2 separate regions of the Sus scrofa genome follow, and region 1 is linked to region 2. The links are chromatin contacts, called in public promoter capture Hi-C maps. All regions are on one chromosome and are shown on one strand. Each heading gives the region's core, a stretch centred on a gene start, on an enhancer-like site or on the middle of the called end of the contact. The rest is flanking DNA. Distances are from core to core; before and after follow the strand shown.

Evidence for each region. Promoter capture Hi-C pulls out the DNA fragments that hold promoters and counts their contacts.
Region 1: a promoter capture Hi-C map of liver shows a contact between it and region 2, with 3 times the contacts expected there. The contact joins the promoter of PLEKHA6 here to the promoter of SNRPE in region 2. A contact is called at or near these places in 2 of 5 promoter capture datasets (fetal skeletal muscle and liver) and 2 of 47 Hi-C or Micro-C datasets (fetal heart ventricle and retroperitoneal adipose tissue).

What each region holds. Positions count from the first base shown.
Region 1 is chr9:65,026,080-65,028,905 of Sscrofa11.1, reverse strand. PLEKHA6 (pleckstrin homology domain-containing family A member 6) reads left to right here and starts at 1,451. Exons shown (of 24, transcript XM_021063215.1): 1 at 1,451-2,272. The coding sequence starts at 2,190.
Region 2 is chr9:64,559,035-64,562,025 of Sscrofa11.1, reverse strand. It overlaps SNRPE (small nuclear ribonucleoprotein polypeptide E), which reads right to left and starts at 1,482. Exons shown (of 5, transcript NM_001097465.1): 1 at 1,409-1,482; 2 at 877-903. The coding sequence starts at 1,462.

The sequences.
Region 1 (2,826 bases), core at 202-2,701, 470 kb before region 2:
GATCCTCACCTAAGCTTCTCAGGTGCGGCTCTGCTTCACCATCAAATGCAGCTTTCTTTACTAGAAACACTTAGGATCTGAGAAAGGAGAAAAGAGTTGCATATTATGGGGTTTTGCTTCCCTTTGCATGTGGAGAACGGACTCAACTTAAACCTGGAGCCAGCACTCAGCTGTATATGCTGGCAGAGTGAATTTCCAGTGCTGGAGGTAGGATGATGTCATGGAAAGAGCTCTGGCCTGGATGTTGGGGAGGCAGATCCTTGCTCAGTGACCGGAACCTTCCCTTCCCTTCTTTGTGCTTCTGTTTCTCATGGTTCAAACAAGAGGCTTGGCCAATATGTTCTTTGTGGCATCTTCTGGCTTCACTATCTATCAGATGCATACACTTTACACCGTCTAGGTTGAGCACTGGAGATACCTGGGAAGGCTCACTAGTTGTTTCTTTTTCCAGAAAGTTCTCCCTACACACACACCCTGATGTTGCTGATGGTTATATTTATCAGGCCCCCAAATAAGGTCCAAAAGTACAGGACTATGGTTAGAGTTAAGGGCCATTTCTACGACAGTATCAGTCTTTCATTAAATATGAATCAGGTGCTCCAGGTAGATGCCGGGGCTAAAAAGATGAATAAAATAGCGCCCCTGAAGACGACAGGTAAGTAAACCAAGGATCGCATTACAGTGTGATAAACTCCCTTGTAGCGTTACTAATAAGGCTCCGTGACACATAGAGGATGGACATGTAAATTTACCTGGGGTGGAATCAGAGTGGCTTCCAGGAGGAGGTGACACGTAGGTGGATCCTGAAGGGATGAGTAGAAATTACCGAAGTGGAACAGGCATTAAATCCCTTAGAATGCTTACAATAAGTGTGCTCACGCAGCAGACACTAGCCAACTGCCATGCGACACATTGCTTCCTTCAAAGACAGGTGTCTCTCCTATTGTCTAACTATTCCCTTGGGTCTGACACAAGGGTTCAAACAGTGTGCATCTACTCGGAGCCCCAGTGGCAGGTCCTGGGTAAATTGAGAAAGCTGCCTGGAGTCCAACTTTGATACAGACCGGGGACTGCAGACCCATGGGCTCCAGCAATACCATTTTTCATATGCCTGTATTGAATGCCAGCAACCTGTATTCTATACACAAGACACATTTCCTCCTTTCTCTCTCTTTTTTCCTTTGCTCTTTCGTTTTCCGGTGTAAATTAGGGATCAGGGATATAAAAGATGCCGTCTTCTGAGTGTTTCTAAGGTCTCACCCTGATTCTTCTTAGTCATGGCCAACTTCTTGGAGGAAGCGCTCAGAAAGAAAGGTAAGGGCTGGTTTAACTAATTAGGCTGACATCTTAAGGGGCCCCTTGCTCCTTTCACCCGTGTCACCCTTCCCTGCATTTGACCTTTGTTCCTCTACTAACCTCCCGCCAAGTAGAACCAGGTTTGCTCACTTCCCCTTTTCCGGTCAGTGGGTGGACATGTCCCTCAGGTTCGTGCTTCCAAGCTCTTTCAGCCGAACTGGTTCCTCCGCGCCCATCGCCGGGACTTGGGGTTCCCGCCGGGCTGCGGCGAATTCTCCCGGCTGTGAATTACCCTCGGAGCGGCCGCTGGGCTCCGCCTTCTGCTCGCCCGACCGGCGGTCGAGCGCAGGCTTGGAGCTGGGAGCGCGGAGGCAACACCCTCGCTCGCACACGGCAACCTGCTCCCTTCGGGGAGGGATCCTCCGGCTCGCGCTCCCGCTCGCTCGGCCCCGCCGGCTGCCCGGCCGCGGGGAGCAGAGGGGACCGAGCCCTCGGCGCTGCCGGTGAGCAGTCCCGGCGAGAGGAGCGGCAGGATTACTCATGCGCTAATTGCCGGTCATTAAGTTAAGGAGACGTCCGGAGGGGAGCGCAGACTCCCGGAGGCAGGAGGTGTCTGGGGCCGGCTCCGCCTCGCACGCTGAGCTCGCTCGGCCCGGCCAGGGTTAAGTCTTCGGCTCCCTGCTGCCCGGCTGGCGGCCAGCTGCCTTCAGTGAGAGGCCAGAGTCCCTGCCAGGGAGCCGGGAGGCACGCCGCGGGCCAGGCTGGACCGCATCGGGCCCCTCCCCCATCACCGCCTCGAGGAGGAGCAGAAAGTGGGGGGGGGGGTGCGTGGTCGGCGCCCCCAGCCCGGCGCCCGGGTGGGCAGAGAGCCAGAGGGGCTGCGGGACACCGAGATGGCCGATGAGATTGACTGGCTGGACTTGCCCGGCCGGTGGACCTACGGAGTTGACCGCGGTGGGAGAGTCTTCTTCATCAAGTATGTGGATCTGTCTCATTCTCTCTCTCTCTTTTTTAAAAAAAGTTGTTCAACTTGAAAGGCAGCAGGGCTGGGGGCTGGCAGGAGAGGGTGGGGGGGGAGCGGTGGCAGGAACAGCAGGCATGACTAATAAGTTTATCACTGTGCCTGTTTGAATGTGTCTCCCGCCTTTTCCCCAGTAGGTCAAAGTCCAGCAGAGGCTCAGCATTCCCTGCCCCTGAGAAAGGCAGGGCAGGGCAGGTGCTGGCCTTCCCCTTTCTCCTGGTCACAGACGGACTGGGGGACCCTGAGGAGGAAGGCTAGACCTGGTGGCCAGCCTGCAGTTTTTTCCTTTCCGCTTCAGCCACTTGAAAGGGCCAGGCGTGAGTTCTTGCTTTCTTGTGCCCACCGCCCCTTTGCTACCCGAAGATGTGGAATAAATGACAACATACCAGGAGACTCTGCCTCTAACCACCCACCAGTTCCCTGAATTCCTTCACCCCAGGACTCAGGGTTCACCAGGTGGCAGCCCTTCTCCTTTCTTTATGGGGCTGTGGTCAAGGGGAAGAAGATGC
Region 2 (2,991 bases), core at 233-2,732:
AACTGTCCTGTTTTGGTACTCAATCATATTTCTACTGCCTCTGGGCTCTACACATTTAGAGTGAAAACTTGCGATAGGACTGCACAAAGATGTTTCTTATCTGCTATAGCAAAATCCAGTTCCAAGGCAGCTTTCTGTAAGTTCTCGGTTTTCCACCTCTCATACCTAATCACCAGGAGAGGGACCCTTGATTCTGGTGATTAAAAATTACAATGGCTATTTTTCCATTGTGTTGCCGCACTAAAATTTGTCAACAGCAACCACATTTCTTTGAGATAATTTAAACACTCTGCAGTGCCAAGTCAAATTCCAAGTACTAAAAATAACCCCAAAGGAAAAGAAGTTTCCACTGAATCCTCTGAACTTATCCCTCCCATCTTTCTTTTTTAGTGTCTTTTCAATACATAAGGGTGTGTCCCTCCATCCCCCTTCCCCACCCCTCACCCCCAGTACAAAACACACCATTTGGTTTAAAGCTGACTCAATTTTCTTCCAGTGTTTCATCCTAGTGGGAAGGGTTAAAGGTCCCAATGTTCTGGCCATGATCACTAAAAACAAAAGTAGCAATACCAGGATACCACTGTCACCTGAGCCAATAATTATTGGCTGTGCCTACAACTTTTTGAAATAAGTAATACTGGTCTTGCAAAGTAAAGACAACACAACTCTTTGCATGCTTGGACTTGGCATGGCTACACACAATTTTATCACATTAGAGCTTTCCCTGCACTCCTTCCCCTCAAATACCCTTCCAATCTCCAGTTTCATCTACTTTTAACTTTAGAACAGTGAACAGACAAGATAACACAAACAGCAAAATAAATTCACCCTTAACTTAAAAAGTAATTATGAAACAATTAACAATAAACAACTTACATTTTGCAAGTATCTGAAGATGAGGTTCTGCACCAGTGGTTAAGGAAAAATTTCATACATTCACAGACTCTACCCCCTGAAACTGGTCAATTCTACCCCCGCCTCACTTTTGTTTTCTGAACTCGAAGTCTGTGCCTATGCAACGAAAAGTGCCCAATTAGGCACACACTTAGAGCTCCCAGATATTGTAAACGACCCCTTCCACCCCATACTCTCCTGCAGTCTCTTCAGCACCAACATCTTCCTTTTGCCAGACGCCGCTAACTCCCGCCGTCACTCAGTACATAATTAAGATTGTCTTCCATCCGCACACCCCCACCATTTCTGTCTTTCCCACCGCAGGGGTCCGCCCAAGCCCACCTCCCACTCATCACCGACTCTTCAACTACCCGCGCTTTCTACCAGTCTCGAGCGCCCCGGAGGCTCATGGGATGAGGTGCTGCACTCCGCTCCCTCTGGCCTGCTCTTTCTGTTCCTTCGCCCCCCATTTCCTGGTCCGAACCTCCTAGTTTTCACATCCCGAGTAGGATACGATGGGCTGCACCATCACCTTCTGCACTTTCTGGCCCTGGCCACGGTACGCCATGGTGGAACCTCACAAAGGCCACACTACTTCGAAATGCAACTTCCGGAATAAGGAGCCGGAAGCGGAAATGCTCGGTGCTCGCGCGGTGACCTGGGCGGCTCCAGGGAAATACCTCTCTAGCCACACGGTTCCCGCTTATCTCTGTGCTCTATAGCATCCGGGGGAGGCCAAACTGAGTCGATGGCGTTTTGGAACATGGGTTGGTCCAACAGCGCCACCTGGAGTGTGGTGGAAGGAGGCGCAGAGCGGCTTCGGTTGCGCGTTGGCGGCTGCCGGGAGGGGCGGCTGATGAAGTGGCGCCACCGTGTCTTCATTTTCTGACTCTGCTTTAAGAGCCCAAACGTCCTGTTTGGCACCTTTGTCTGTGAAGTGAGTTAATTTAGTGCCTTTTTCTAAGGCCTATTTCCCTGGAAATTAGGCTTGATGGCACTGTTGTGGTGGACAGGGTAGGGCAGCAAGAAGCCCAAACTCAGAGCTCTCATATCTGACACTTTGAGCCACGATCTGAATTCAAAAGCCGGATGCTATGGGGAGTTCCCATTGTAATAAACCGGACTAGTATCCATGAGGACGCAGGTTTGATTCCTGGCCTTGCTCAGTGGGTTAAGGATCCCACGTTGTGGTGATCTGCTGTGTAGGCCCCAATTTTTTTTTTTTTTTTTTTTTTTTTTTTTGCTTTTTTAAGGCCGCGCCCGGGGCATATGGAAATTCCCAGACTAGGGGTGGACTCAAAGTCACAGCTGCCGGCCTACACCACAGCTGCTGGATCAGAGCCTCGTCTGTGACCTACACCACAGCTCCCGGTAACGCTGGATCCTTAACCCACTGAGTGAGGCCAGGGATCGAACCTGTGTCCTCATGGATACCAGTAGGATTTGTTTCCACTGAGCCATGAGGGGAACTCCCATGCAGCCACTTTTATTTATTTATTTATTTTTGCATCCACTTTTAATCTGACACAAAGACCCAAGTAAAAATTGGCAATGGATGTGAACAATCAGTATAGCAAAGGAAATGTAAATGATCTTCAAACAGATGAAAACATGTTCGACTTCACTTGTTATAAGAGAAATGGAAACTAAATTACAATAAATTGTTTTCCCTCATTGGATTGGCAAAGATCAAAAAGGGGTTGGTAATGTGGATTATTAAACTCTACTTCTAGGTATTTAATCCTACAGATGAACTTATACATGTGAGGTAATCATTACAGCACTGTTTAAAATACCAAGATGGCAAAAACAACCTAAATGTCTATCAACAGAAACCAGCTCAATTATGGCATGTTCACATAGTGTAATACTATGCAACTAGAATAAAAGTTGAAGAAGTTCATGGTGTCTTGATATGAAATGATATCCAATATACAGTAAGAGAAAAATCAAGCTATGATATCCCTGAGATTTACTTCAAAATAATTTAGAGGAGCCAGCAGAGCTGGATCTCAGGGCAAGTCTAAGGAGCAAAATCTAATGAGTCACACTCAAATATGCAAGTATAACCCCAAGAGTGAGGACTTCCTTAAATTA